4 separate regions of the Mus musculus genome follow, and regions 2, 3 and 4 are each linked to region 1. Evidence: chromatin contacts called from public HiChIP or PLAC-seq and promoter capture Hi-C data. All regions are on one chromosome and are shown on one strand. The core of a region is the stretch at or near the end of the contact, and the rest is flanking DNA. Distances in the headings are between cores, read along the strand shown. Region 1 holds the start of Cfap45 (cilia and flagella associated protein 45). Region 2 holds the start of Spta1 (spectrin alpha, erythrocytic 1). Region 3 holds the start of Ifi209 (interferon activated gene 209). Region 4 holds the start of Ifi214 (interferon activated gene 214).

Region 1 (3,714 bases), core at 745-3,244:
GGTTGGTGCTGGGTTCCTCTTTCAATTGTTCTCTACCTTACACACTGAAGCAAGATCTCTCACCTGAACCCAGAGCTTGCTGATTCCATTAATCTAGGAAGCCAGACTGCTCTGGGACCTTGACCTTGACTCTGTTTCTAGGGAATCACTGGAGGGACTGTCATATCTGCCCCACCCATCAGGCATTTATGTGGGCTTGTGGGTTCCGAACTCTGGTCTTCTGGCTTGCGTGGACAGTATTTTATCCAATGAATCATCTCCCCACGTCCACTTACAGCTTTACAGCACCAGCAGTTAGGGGAATACTTTTTCACAGACTGGCTTCTGGCTTTGTTCATTCCCAACCGCATTTTCCCTCCATTTCCAGATCCGTTAGGCAGCAGATACCACAGCCCAACTATATGGAGAAAATGGCTGATAGGTTGCCGCCTGGATGTCCGATGAGTTGATTTAGTCGCCTGGTGTAAGGAGAGTTTCAGGAAGTTTTCCTAGCCTGGAAGAGTCATAACTGTATGTGCGAGTGCGCGAGTGATGGAAACCACACCAGCATGTATCACTAAATCCAGAATAAATGTTTCTTTAAATCAACTTACATTGCACAAATACATGACTAAGCAGACATATTGCTCAGGGCTTTGCTATGAGCCTCACAGTGGCTCACACCAAACAGCAGCCTGGAACGAGGCACTCCTAACTGGGAGATACCTTCAGGCAGAACACTGGGGATCGATTTCCTGATGGCTCACTTGTCACCCTCCTCTCCCTGCCTTTAACTGTTCCTGCGGTGTGGCAGGAAGAACACATCCTTTGTTTTGCAGTGCCCTCTTTTTGGCCTTACTTTGCTGTTTGGTGTGGGGGCTAATAACTGCCTAAGAGAGGTGTGGCTAGTAATTGGATTCCCAAGGAGATAAGAGTTGAGGAATCCTGGAAATGAGCTGCACAGCTTTTTGGATTAAGCAGCAGCGATGGCAGCAGAATAATCGGTGGTGGTGGCGGTGGTGGCGGTGGTGGCAGAAGATTGTCTCCCTTCCTCTACTACCTACTACTAGGGTTTGTCAACAGTTTTCCACACTTAGGTTGGAGTAAGGTTCTCTAAGACAAGTTTGGAGGGAGACTTGGGGGTCTGGAGAGACCAAGAGCTCAGAAAATAAACATCTGAGAAAGAAAAGCAATCCCTGGTTGGTAGGAGGTTTTGTGGGGTGTGGGATGTGCAGGATTCAAGGACTGCTCAGCCCTGTCCTGTAGATCTTACTAAGGTACAAGGGACCAAGGTGAAACTGTGAAAAATCTTAAATCCTGAAATTATTCCCAGGAGACGTGTTAAAAGCCAGGTTCCCCTAACTTCCTGCCATGGATTTTGACTTTGTTTAGGGTAGGACTTACATTTTGAGTTTGTTTATTTATTTAGTGAAATACATTGCTAAGCTGCCCAGGTTGGTTTTGAACTTCCTGTCTTAGACTCCTTGTATTTTCAGTTAAGTCCCTCAGATCTAAGCTTGTGAGACCGCATACGCATCTTCAGGGCTAGAAGTGTTCTTTGGTCTAGTCAGACTCCTTCCTACTGTGGAATGTGTTTGGTTTAATGCTGCTTGCCTCTCAGCAGCCTGAACTCTCATCAGGTTTGGTTTGAATCCTCCCGGAACCCGGTAGCGGTAACCATGGTAACCTAGGGTGGAAGGGTCTGTGAGGGTAAAACCAGGATCCTCGGCTTAGCTCTTGGGGTCTTGATAGTTGAGCCCTCCGGGACCCATGGAAAGTAGACCCTTTAAAGTCTGAACCTGGCTTGAACTGGGTTAAAAGCCAAAGTGGACATGATGGGCGTATCCAAAGGGCGCAACCTTCAAGAGCCTGGTTCCAGCTACTCTAGGGCGGGAAAAGGTTGAGGGAGGGGTTCCTGCTTCTAAACTACCTCGTGACTGCTCCAGGAATTGGGCGGGGCGAGGGCGGGTCTAAATCGCTGAGTGCTAGTTCTTGGGTTGCTATGGTAACGCGTCAGCTCCGGCGGAGCCGGTGGAGGTGCCTGCAGCTGAAGCGGCCGCAACGATGGTGAGGGTCTGGGTAGCTGTAGTTCTTGAGTCCTGAAGTGGTTTGGGGCTCTGAGAGGGAAAGGTGGAGCTTTCTCTAAGAGTCTGGGGAAGACAGGAAGTTCTGGGAGTGAGGACGGGACGACGGCTGGAAAGGAAGTCTCAAAAGACTGGTAGGGTTGAATGGGGGATGTGCTGCACCTTCTCCCCCATCCTCTTGAGCTGAGTCCTCTTGGGCTGTGACGTGAGATGTTGAGAAGAGCACCCGTTAGAAGACCATAACCAGCAGGGTGATCATGGGAAAGGCACCTAATGTTTCAGAAGAGCCTCTGTTCTCACTGCGTGGGAATGATTTGGGCACATCATAAGCATTAGTGAATGAATGAATGAATGAATGAATGAATGAATGAATGAATGAATGAGGCAGGGAATTCCTGGGGGAATGATTGGGATAAGTCTGCCAGTCCTGATATTCTTTGGATGGCGGCGGATGGTCATGGTCATAGACTGTGAAGACCAGCAGGGCCTCGCAGGAGCCTGTGTTGGCTCTGAAGTGTTAGGGGAGTCTGCGGACAGGTGTCGGGGCGTGTGGTTACTGGAACTTACTTGAAATGGCTGGCCACTTGGGTGGCTGAGGTGGATATCTGGGTTGTCTTGGTAGGCCTCCTTTAGTCTCAGTGTCTGTCTTGCTCTTACGGGATTTAGTGGGTTTCAGAAGAAGCTGGGTTCCGAACTTCTGAGGACTCCCTGGCGTGCAGGGATGGGGGTCCCTTTTGGCTGTACATTTTACTTAACTGTCTTCCCTCAGCACAGCAGTGTGTGTGTGTGTGTGTGTGTGTGTGTGTGTGTGTGTGTGAGAGAGAGAGAGAGAGAGAGAGATATGACCTGACACTATGCCTGGTACCAAAGGACAAGTGTTAGAGGTAAGTTCTTCTGTCCTGTGTTAAAGGTGCCTTTTTCCCTAGCATTCAAGGGAATGCTAATCTCTCCCAAGCCCAGAGATTCCCACCCAGAGACCACTCAGGACAAGAGTTTGCCAAACTTACTGACCCTAACTTACTGGAATTTTCCTTTGGATAGGAATGGGCATACAGACATGTCAGGGGGCAGTGGGTTTGAGTAATCACCAGCAAGCCAGGAGTGTGTGTATAGTGCTAATCACAGCTTTTTGTTTGAGAGCATGGAGGGATGAGAGGTGGTGGCAGCAGGGAGGCTCATAGACAAGCTTCCAGAACTCCCCCAAAGAAAAGGATCAATAGATCCTATGGAGGGAGAGGCTGGAGGCTCATCTTCAACCCTGGTGTCAAGTTACCGGGATATGTCACAGGTGGGCAGCCTGGTCCATTTAAAGAAAGAGGACAACCAGGTGGATCACTCATAGCGAGAGGCAAGAGACCTGATGTGAGGGAATCCCTCCTTTCCCATAGCCAAGTCTGTGGAGTGGGAAGTACTCCCAGGCCAAGAATCTGAAGCCGGACTTTGTCAGCCTGTGTTGACTCTGTGTGCGAAAGAGGAACTGGATCTGAGTGGGAAGGAACGTCTAAGAATGAGCAGCCTTTGTCTTTGTTCCCTTGACAGGTGGTGGTGTACTTACGTCAGGGAAACTCCACACCGACCTATTCCAGTCCCGGCTTGCCTTGTCTTGCTTGAGTTTAAGCCAAATCCCCTAGATCCTGTCATATACAGATAC
Region 2 (3,714 bases), core at 602-3,101, 1.7 Mb after region 1:
GTAGGCAAATTAGTCATAGCTACTCCCTAGCATGCTTAAGAAAATTTAAGTCAATTTCCAACAGCCCCCTTATCCTTAAGTGGTAGATTTGAGCATTTGCTCGAAAGAATTTGAGCTTCCAATCCACTGCAACATTCCCTCCACTGTTCTAAGTTGTCTTCTAATCACAAATGTATAACATACTGTTGAGAGGAAATATGACTTATACGTTTTATTACTGCAATGAAAGCATATGTATAAACAGGAAAGGAAAAACAGAAAGAAGGTATAAATATTCAACTAGAGTTAAGGAGTAAGCAACTTCAGAGACCGTCAGCTGGTAATGGTGAAAGCAGATATTAACTACAGAAGGACTTTGTTTATGTAGTAATGCCTGCCTATAATTCCAGCAGTTAAAAAGCTAAAGTAGGACAGACAAGAGTTCTAGACCAGCTTGAGTTCTATATGGAAACCCTATGCACCCCACCCCCCAACAAAATACCTTTTTCATTTTCTGAACAATGTGTTCTACTATCTTGACCCATGTAGTAGTCAAAAAGCAAAGAATTTAAATATGAAGTAGCTCCAGCAAAACAAAGGCAAAATCGTTAGAGACTAGATTGATGATAGATTCTATTCTTTGGGAAATACTAATTTTGCATTAAAGTTATTGTATCTGTCTTTATTGACTCCAAAATATGCTTACAGTATGGAAACTGTACATTTTTGTTTCTGAAGCTCTTGGATTCCCTGAGCCCAAGAGCAGGACATCAAATGCCTCACTTTGTCCTGAGCTGTGAGCCAGGCTGAAGCAGCTGCTCAGGGCTGATTTGCCTTATGCGTACAGCTCTGCCCAGAGCTGATAAACAAGGCCCAGAGGGACAGCCCTCCAAATCACCCCACCCACGCACAGAAGACTCCTCCTGTAAAAACCATTCATTTCATGATTTCCCTCCTCCTTTTAACCAGTCTTCTCTTAGGCCATCAAAATTTATGGTTCTGGGCTCTACTTTCTGATGCCATCTCATAATAATTACAAAACCCTTAATTCCTTATAATCACACACACACACACACACACCACAGTGGCTTAATTGGCAGGACTGGATGTTGTGGAACAAAATTGTGTCTTCATCATACAAAAGACTTAAGTGTAATGTAAAACTGTTAGGAGGAAACCTGGGGTAAAGCTTCATGACATAGGTCTTGCCATTGATTTCTGAGACACAGGCACAAAGGCAGGAGCAACAGAAGCAAATGGGATGACCAGTGGATGGGTTGGCAAAGAGATATGGGATGTGGAACAGTCAGAAGGTGGACCTGGAGGGGGATAAAATCTGGAGTGAAAAAAAAAAAAGGTTAAATAATTTTAAGAAAGAAAGAAAGAAAGAAAGAAAGAAAGAAAGAAAGAAAGAAAGAAAGAAAGAAAGAAAGAAAGAAAGAAAGAAAGAAAGAAAGAAAGAAAGAAAGAAAGAAAGAAAGAAAGAAAGAAAGAAAGAAAGAAAGAAAGAAAGGAAGGAAGGAAGGAAGGAAGGAAGGAAGGAAGGGTGAAAGAGAGAAACATGTCTCCTCTGATTCCCTCAGTTCTCCAGTGTGAAATCAGAAGAAAGGGAAACCTGGAATTTCTTCCTGATTTTTAAATTCTCTTACCTTATAAGCTCTGTGACTGAGTAAAACACAGCCCAATACAGGCACTTGCCTTTCAAATGTCACTGGTTTTCCTCCAAACTTTTGCATCTGAAAACTTTGTTTCCTTTCCTTTGTAAAATACCTACTGAGGTCCAGAGAGCCACAGCCCCCCAAACTGCTGAGTCACCTTGTGTGTGGAAGTCAGCAGCTGCCTCAACTGAATATGTCCCCTGGAGATAATGCAGATTGTCTACGCTTGGCGGGACTCTAAAACTCTTTTTTTCCTCTGGGCCTTTGCCACATTCACATTTCTGACATTCCTATTTGAAGTGGACTGGACATTCAAAGAACTATTTTTCTCTCTTAGCTACATTTCATCTTGCAAAGCCTTAGACTGAGCTGAGCAGAGATGGAAACTCCAAAGGAAACTGTGAGTACAGACGAATTCTCATTCCTGATGAAGTTAGGAAAGCTTGTCTCCTCTGAGCCTTCCATTCCATCCTCACAGGGTCGTTAAAAATTACACTTATTTGATTTTAACGTAGCAAAGAGTTTTGATTTTAATTCTTTTATGAAGGTTTCACTTCTAAAAATAATGTAGAACTTTACAACTATATAATAATAATAATTAATAATAATAATTTTAATAATTACTTGCTCAAGTCAGATATTCAGAAAACTACTAGGTAATTTGAAACCAAATAATCCCACTAAAAATTGTGCTCTTGTGGAATGACTTAATTTTAGAGTCATCTCAGGAATTACTGTCTATAAAAAAACTATATTTAGAAAATAAAGTAACATCAAAATATAAACGGTATTGCATATTTTGGATAGAAGATGTAAGGAGAGCAATGCACTATAGAAATGTCTCTATGGAATTTTTTTCTAAATATTGTTACACAAAAACTGGATTTCTTTAAATTAAAGCATGATTTTGTGTTGATTAATAATAAATATTTTATATTCCAAAATCCAATTATTAAAACATTAATGATTTATACTTTGTGACAAGTGAGAAGACAGGTTACATTTAGATTTTCTTTTAAGCAGCTTTTTTTTTTTTAGTAAATCAAATTAGAAGAGTACATAATACATGATCTAGACTTTTAAAAAGGAAAAGTACTCAGGTTTATGTGTGTGATTCACTAAAGCAATTACAAACCATCTGACTGTTCCTTAAACTTACAGGATAACCAGCACTTATCAATGTTGTTTAGCCTTTGAAGGGTATAAATTACCATTTCCCCCCCCCCCCGTTTTTTTTTTTTTTTTTTTGTGAATGTTGTGGCACCAAGTTTTTTTTTCAATTTTTTATTAGATATTTTCTTCATTTACATTTCAAATGCTATCCCAAAAGTCCCCTATACACTCCTCCCGCCCTGCTCCCCTACCCACTCATTCCCAATTCTTGGCCCTGGCGTTCCCCTGTACTGGGATATATATATATATATATATATAATGTATGTATGTATATCTGACATTCTGTGGCATTGCTTCAGCAGTCCAAATTTCTTCTCTCTATAGAATCTAAAAATAGCTATTTATAGTTTAAAATTATACAGTTATACAGCACCCAATAACCGTATGAATTAATAGGCTTAATAATTTGTGAACATAGATTCAATATGGATGAAAGCCTTGGGATATGCAAGAGGGATCGCATTCTAAACATGAGAACTAGCCACAGCTACAGGCATTATTTATTTTTCTTTGTATAGCTTTAATTAACATAATGTGTATTGTGGGATATAGAATAATATTTCAAAACATGAAGAGACTTTTTCACTTACAGGCTGTCGAGAGCAGCGGACCAAAGGTCCTAGAAACAGCAGAAGAAATCCAACACCGAAGAGCGGAGGTGTTAAACCAGTACCAGAGGTTCAAGGATCGCGTTGCCGAGAGGGGTCAGAAGCTTGAGGAGTCTTACCACTATCAAGTTTTCAGGAGAGACGCAGATGACCTGGAGAAGTGGATCATGGAAAAGCTTGAAATTGCAAAAGATAAGACATATGAACCCACAAACATACAGGTAACTCAGTGCCACAAATGTCTACAGAACTCACCCTGAGTTCTCTAGAGACTGAAGTGGCCTTTTCCTCATGTT
Region 3 (3,714 bases), core at 604-3,103, 1.1 Mb after region 1:
CTTGGGTACCAGGCATTTACGTGTTGCACAGACATACATGTGGGCAAAAACATTCATACACCTAAAATAATAAAAATTAAATCTAAAAAAAGTGAAAGTGGAAAATAATAAGGAAAAAAGTAATTTTATATAAAATAGTGAAAAGTAAAAATTAATTTAAAGAAAAGTTCATTAAAACATTAAATAAGTTAATACTCGTGTTTAATTATTATTTGATTCCATTATTAGTATTCATCCTGTGCGATAATATCTAATTATAAGTAAAACTGTATCTCAGAGATAATGAGCAAGTCCCTTTCATAAAGTCAATTGGCAATAAAGAAAACATGATGAAATTAGGCATAGTGTACATACATGTGATCCCTACACTCAGGAGGCCAGAGCAGGAAGAGCTACATTTTGAGACTGGCCTGGGCTCCATAGTCAGACCCTGCATCGACTACCAAATGACAACAACAACAGGGATAAGAAGTCAAAGTGTAATATCACCACTTTGCCACATCACAAATTAAACCATAATTTCTTTCTCTGATGCTGTAATTTGGAATGATCCATACAAATACTGTCCACAGTGCTTGTCCCAGATTGGTACCTTTGGCTACCTTGTGGCTATGTTGGGCTTCTGCAGCAGGGATAGGCAAATCCACTGAGACATAAGCAGGAGCTGAGCGGAAACAGTAGGATCAACTTCCCCTGGGCTTTCTTTACTAAATCAGTTCAAAAGATGAAGAAAGGAAAAGGAAAAACTACATTGGCCAAACAAAAGAAAGATAAAGATGGTATTTTCCAACCTCCATTCACCATGAATAAAGGGCTGCAACCAGAATCAATGGTGGAGACACAGCACAAGTCCAGTGGCTTAGCTCTCCCAAGAAAAGCTTCTCTCTGGCTTTCCTTCCCCTTCTCTCCTTTTTGGGAATAATTAGTATTTTATGTAGTCTAAGAAACTAGTGAAAATGGCATCTAGTCAGCAAATCCACAGTTTCTAGTCATCTATATTGTTTCAGAAATACTTCAAGGTAATCCAATTCCCAATGATGGAAACATGAAATGATGGCACATTTTTAAAAGTTCTTAATTAAGGCAATCACCAGTTAAAGAATACTACTTTCCAAAGCTGGGTAAAAGATTTAAATCTAAACTGATCCTGGTCTACAGAGAGAGTTCCTGGCCAGCCAAGACTACACAGTAAAACTGTCTTTGAAAGTAAATAAATTAATAATAATAATAGTAGTAGTAGTAGTAGTAGTAGTAGTAGTAGTAGTAACAGAAAAGAGGAAAGCTAAAGCCAAAATCCTTTCTGCTTACGTGAGATTGGAGTCATATGTTTCTAACAGCATGGTACTCTGGAAAGTCCAGGGAACTAACAAAGGAGTGAAGTGTTTAAACCAAAAGCAATTTCATCTCAGATTTTTTCTTTCCTTTTCTTTTCTTTGCTTTTTTTCTTTCTTTCTTTTTTTTTTTCTTTTTGAAATTCATTCAAGAGCAGCTAGCAATTGCCAATTTCTCCTGCTGCCATTTGCATCCTGAGCAGGAAAGAAAGAGACCTGGTGACTTAGCTTTGCCTTTTGGGAGTTCATCTTTATTCAAAAGAGAGCACATTCCTGGTGACTCACTTGTGAGTTTGTTGGATGCAGTGCTTTTATATTTGGTTCTTGTACCTGTAAGATTTGTAAGAAAAGCAAAACATATCAATGGAGTGTAACTGTCTCTGACTTTCTTATGGTGACTAAAAGGTATACAGGAAGAAAACTGTTGAGTTTCAATCTCTGAGTAAATCGAAAGAGATGCACTCTGCCGGGAGGGGAACTTCCTGTTTCTTAGCTCTTCTGCCAACAAAACAACACCCAGCTGAGACATTCAGCAAGCCTCAGTCCATGGAGTGAGTCTAACCTGAGAATTTCTGTAGATTACATTTTCCAGTTCCCAAGAGATTTATTGGTTTATCTTCTTACACACATACACATACACACACACACACACACACACACACACACACACACACACACACACACCAACTCCTCCCTGTCCCCAACAAACTTTAAGAAGAAGAAGGACAAAAGAGAAGAGGAGGAAGAGGAGTGGAGAAGCCTCTAGTCCTGCCCTGTAGAAGATCTCAGCTTTACATCCCTAGAGAAACATCCAGCAAGGTGAGTTCTACCTGTTTTCTGTAGATATGGTAGATATTGGCTACATCTGTAAAAACAACAAGGACAGTGAAAAGACCTTTGCTGGTTCTTGTGGAGGAGGCAGTGCTGATCTGGTGCCTGCTGCACTCAGCAGTGAGCCCACAGCAGCCGGATTAGGGTCAGTCACTCAAAAAGATAGCAGACATCTTTAGTCCTCCACCACAGAGGAATGAGCTAAGAATAAAACATTTTGCATATTTTAGATAGTTTAATGAACTTTTTAAGCATAAATCTGAATAAGTGGATAATGTGAAGGCTATAATTAGCTCGGATAGGGAGTTCATGGTTATCTGGGATATGTGGGTGAGTGGGAAAAAGCCAAGATAGTGGCATGAAAAATTATTGTGAATGAAAAGTGCCTCTGGACATGAAATGAATTTTCTAATATCCTATCACTATGTGTAGTAGGAAGTTTCTCAGGTTCATAATATATAAACACAAAATGGTTTAACCATTTCCCAAGCCCATTCTGTGTTGTTCTTTCTTCACACCTCTCTAAAGATGGTATTTCCATTGTTAATTTCTACCATCAGGAAAGTTATTTTATTTTCCTTTTGGTTCTCTAATGGTGAAGTGTAATAGAGTGATGGAAGGTCAATTAGAACACATGTATCTTGCACATTTATAGAACAGTTTAAAGAATATATGTACCACAGCAGAGGACTTGGATAGAAGCTCTTAATTGATTTCAAAGTTCTGTGAACATTAGACCAGGCTCACTAAGTTTATTAATTATTGTAGCTAAACTTTCTAAATCACTGCAAAAGATTTTACTTATTTTTAACAATCAAGGGATGTACTTCTTTTTTATTTATTTTTATTTTTATTTTATTTTATTATATTTCAAATGTTATCCACCTTCCCAGTTTCCCCTCTTCAAACCTACTATCTCATCCCCTCTTCCTCTGCCTCTATGAGGGTACTCCCTCACACACCCAACCACTCCTGCCTGCCTGCCCTGCCATTCCCCAACACTGGGGCATTGGGCCTTCACAGGACCAAGAACCACCCCTCCCACTGATACCAAATAAGGCCATCCTCTGCTACATTTGCAGCTGGAGCCATGGTTCCCTTCATGTATACTCTTTGGTTGGTGGTTTAGTCCCTGAGAGCTCTGGGGGTTCTGTTTGGTTGATATTGTTGTTCTTCCCATGGGATGGCAAACCCCTTTAGCTCCTTCAGTCCTTCCCTAACTCCTCCATTGGGGTCCCATTGTTCAGTCTGGTGGTTGGCTGTGAGCATCTGCAATCTGTATTAGTCAGGCAGAGCCTCCATAGAGATGTACTTCTAAATGTACCATGATATTCTGATCTTTCTATTATTATTATAAGCAAGCCAGCTCATTCAGTCAACAATGTCTCAAGGGAGGGAGGATTAAAAAGAAAAAGACAATTAGACATTATAACATGACTCCAGACAGCGCTGACACTAAAGCAGGTTTATTTTTTCCCAGTCAGCTTTTATACCTTCTAGGTCCTTGCAGAGAACAGGGTCAATTTTTAAATCAAAGTAATCAAGAAAGGCT
Region 4 (3,714 bases), core at 413-2,912, 1.0 Mb after region 1:
ATAATAATAATAGAAAGATCAGAATATCATGGTACATTTAGAAGTTCATCTCTATGGAGGCTCTGCCAGAGCCTGACTAATACAGATTGCAGATGCTCGCAGCCAACCACCAGACTGAACAATGGGACCCCAATGGAGGAGTTAGGGAAGGACTGAAGAAGCTAAAGGGGTTTGCCATCCCATGGGAAGAACAACAATATCAACCAAACAGAACCCCCAGAGCTCTCAGGGACTAAACCACCAACCAAAGAGTATACATGAAGGGAACCATGGCTCCAGCTGCAAATGTAGCAGAGGATGGCCTTATTTGGTATCAGTGGGAGGGGTGGTTCTTGGTCCTGTGAAGGCCCAATGCCCCAGTGTTGGGGAATGGCAGGGCAGGCAGGCAGGAGTGGATGGGTGTGTGAGGGAGTACCCTCATAGAGGCAGAGGAAGAGGGGATGAGATAGTAGGTTTGAAGAGGGGAAACTGGGAAGGTGGATAACATTTGAAATGTAATAAAATAAAATAAAAATAAAAATAAATAAAAAAGAAGTACATCTCTTGATTGTTAAAAATAAGTAAAATCTTTTGCAGTGATTTAGAAAGTTTAGCTACAATAATTAATAAACTTAGCGAGCCTGGTCTAATGTTCACAGAACTTTGAAATCAATTAAGAGCTTCTATCCAAGTCCTCTGCTGTGGTACACGTATTCTTCAAACTGTTCTATAAATGGGCAAGATACATGTGTTCTAATTAACTTTCCATCACTCTATTACACTTCACCATTAGAGAACCAAAAGGAAAACAAAATGGCCAAAAACAACTTTCGTGATGGTAGAAATTACCAATAATGGAAATACCACCTTTAGAAAGGTGTGAAGAAGAGAACAAACAGAATGTGTTTGGGAAATGGTTAAACCATTGTGTGTTTATATATTATGATCCTGAGAAACTTCCTAGTGATAGGATACTAGAAAATTCATTTCATGTCCAGAGGCAGTTTTTATTCACAATAATTTTTCATGTCACTATCTTGGCTTTTTCCCACTCACCCACAGATCCCAGATAACCATGAACTCCCTATCCGAGCTAATTATAGCCTTCACATTATCCACTTATTCAGATTTATACTTAGAAAGTTCATTAAACAATCTAAAATATGCAAAATGTTTTATTCTTAGCTCATTCCTCTGTGGTGGAGGACTAAAGATGTCTGCCATCTTTTTGAGTGACTGACCCTAATCCGGCTGCTGTGGGCTCACTGCTGAGTGCAGCAGGCACCAGATCAGCACTGCCTCCTCCACAAGAACCAGCAAAGGTCTTTTCACTGTCCTTGTTGTTTTTACAGATGTAGCCAATATCTACCATATCTACAGAAAACAGGTAGAACTCACCTTGCTGGATGTTTCTCTAAGGATGTAAAGCTGAGATCTTCTACAGGGCAGGACTAGAGGCTTCTCCACTCCTCTTCCTCCTCTTCTCTTTTGTCCTTCTTCTTCTTAAAGTTTGTTGGGGACTGGGAGGAGTTGGTGTGTGTGTGTGTGTGTGTGTGTGTGTGTGTGTGTGTGTGTGTGTGTGTGAAGAAGATAAACCAATAAATCTCTTGGGAACTGGAAAATGTAATCTACAGAAATTCTCAGGTTAGACTCACTCCATGGACTGAGGCTTGCTGAATGTCTCAGCTGGGTGTTGTTTTGTGGGCAGAAGAGCTAAGAAATAGCAAGTTCTCCTCCCAGCAGAGTGCATCGCTTTCGATTTCCTCAGAGACTGAAACTCGACAGTTTTTTCCTGTATACCTTTTAGTCACCATAAGAAAGTCAGAGACAGTTACACTCCATTGATATGTTTTGCTTTTCTTACAAATCTTACAGGTACAAGAACCAAATATAAAAGCTCTGTATCCAACAAACTCACAAGGGAGTCACCAGGAATGTGCTCTCTTTTAAATAAAGATGAATCCCCAAAAGGCAAAGCTAAGTCACCAGGTCTCTTTCTTTCCTGCTCAGGATGCAGATGGCAGCAGGAGAAATTGGCAATTGCTAGCTGCTCTTGAATGAATTTCAAAAAAGAAAAAATAATCTGAGATGAAATTGCTTTTGGTTTAAACACTTCACTCCTTTGTTAGTTCCCTGGACTTTCCAGAGTACCAATGTTGTTAGAAACATAGGACTCCAACCTCACGTAAGCAGAAAGGATTTTGGCTTTAGCTTTCCTCTTTTCTGTTACTACTACTACTACTACTACTACTACTACTACTACTACTACTACTACTATTGTTAATTTATTTACTTTTAAAGACAGAGTCTCACTGTGTAGTCTTGGCTGGCCAGGAACTCTCTCTGTAGACCAGGCTCAGTTTAGGTTTAAATCTTTTACCCGGCTTTGGAAAGTAGTATTCTTTAACTGGTGATTGCCTTAGTTAAGAACTTTTAAAAACATGCCATCCTTTCATGTTTCCATCATTGGGAATTGCATTACCTTGAAGTATTTCTGAAACAATGTAGATGACTAGAAACTATGGATTTGCTGACTAGGTGCCATTTTCACTAGTTTCTTAGACTACATAAAATACTAATTAATCTCAAAAAGGAGAGAAGGGGAAGGAAAGCCAGAGAAGCTTTTCTTGGGAGAGCTAAGCCACTGGACCTGTGCTGTGTCTCCACCATTGATTCTGATTGCAGTCCTTTATTCATGGTGGATGGAGGTTGGAAAATACCATCTTTATCTTTCTTTTGTTTGGCCAATGTAGTTTTTCCTTTTCCTTTCTTCATCTTTTGAACTGATGTAGTAAAGAAAGGCCAGGGGAAGTTGATCCTACTGTTTCCGCTCAGTTCCTGCTTATGTCTCAGTGGATTTGCCTATCCCTGCTGCAGAAGCCCAACATAGCCACAAGGTAGCCAAAGGTACCAAGCTGGGACAAGCACTGTGGACAGTCTTTGTATGGATCATTCCAAATTACAGCATCAGAGAAAGAAATTATGGTTTAATTTGTGATGTGGCAAAGTGGTGATGTTACACTTTGACTTCTTATCTCTATTGCTGTTATTTGGTAGTCGATGCAGGGTCTGACTATGGAGCCCAGGCCAGTCTCAAAATTCAGCTCTCCACTATGCCTAATTTTATCATGTTTTCTTTATTACCAATTGACTTTATAAAAGGGACTTGCTCATATCTCTGAGATACAGTTTTACTTATAATTAGATATTGTCGCACATTTACCATCAGGATGAATATTAATAATGGAATCAAATAATAATTAAACATGAGTATTAACTTATTTAATGTTTTAATGAACTTTTCTCTAAATTAATTTTTACTTTTCACCATTTTATATAAAATTACTTTTTTCCTTATTATTTTCCACTTTCACTTCTTTTAGATTTAATTTTTATTATTTTAGGTGTATGAATGTTTTTGCCCACATGTATGTCTGTGCAACATATAAATGCCTGGTACCCAAGGAGGTGATAAAACTCCATGTGGTTGCTGGTAATCATACCTGGGTCCTGAAAGAGCAACAAATACTCTTAACAACTGAACCAACTCTTTAGCCCATAACATTAATTTTTATTTGAAAACTTCACAAATTTATGTGATTCATTCTGTCTCTGTAAGAGTTCAAGAATCGCTGAAGGAAGAACCCAGACTCAAATAGTATGCAAAAGCAAAGAGCATTTATCTTGCAGAAATGTCTAACTTGCCAGGGTAAGCTATCCATACAAAATGGAGAC

The links. Promoter capture Hi-C pulls out the DNA fragments that hold promoters and counts their contacts. HiChIP or PLAC-seq counts read pairs in DNA pulled down with a chosen protein or histone mark.
Region 2: a promoter capture Hi-C map of hippocampal neurons shows a contact between it and region 1, with 2.0 times the contacts expected there. The contact joins the promoter of Spta1 here to the promoter of Cfap45 in region 1.
Region 3: a contact with region 1 is called in an H3K27ac HiChIP or PLAC-seq map of large pre-B cells, with 2.1 times the contacts expected there. The contact joins the promoter of Ifi209 here to the promoter of Cfap45 in region 1. A contact is called at or near these places in 1 of 39 promoter capture datasets (pre-B cells) and 1 of 115 datasets of contacts at active chromatin or transcription factors (large pre-B cells).
Region 4: a contact with region 1 is called in a promoter capture Hi-C map of pre-B cells, with 4 times the contacts expected there. The contact joins the promoter of Ifi214 here to the promoter of Cfap45 in region 1. A contact is called at or near these places in 2 of 39 promoter capture datasets (hippocampal neurons and pre-B cells).

Annotation. Positions count from the first base shown.
Region 1 is chr1:172,519,136-172,522,849 of GRCm38.p6, forward strand. It overlaps Cfap45 (cilia and flagella associated protein 45), which reads left to right and starts at 1,995. Exons shown (of 12, transcript NM_027972.1): 1 at 1,995-2,046. The coding sequence starts at 2,044.
Region 2 is chr1:174,170,925-174,174,638 of GRCm38.p6, forward strand. It overlaps Spta1 (spectrin alpha, erythrocytic 1), which reads left to right and starts at 1,852. Exons shown (of 52, transcript NM_011465.4): 1 at 1,852-2,037; 2 at 3,403-3,639. The coding sequence starts at 2,017. Gm36196 (a long non-coding RNA gene) reads right to left here and starts at 1,857. Exons shown (of 3, transcript XR_373720.3): 1 at 1,629-1,857.
Region 3 is chr1:173,629,006-173,632,719 of GRCm38.p6, forward strand. It overlaps Ifi209 (interferon activated gene 209), which reads left to right and starts at 1,854. Exons shown (of 7, transcript NM_175026.3): 1 at 1,854-2,150.
Region 4 is chr1:173,534,295-173,538,008 of GRCm38.p6, forward strand. It overlaps Ifi214 (interferon activated gene 214), which reads right to left and starts at 1,663. Exons shown (of 5, transcript NM_001024721.2): 1 at 1,378-1,663.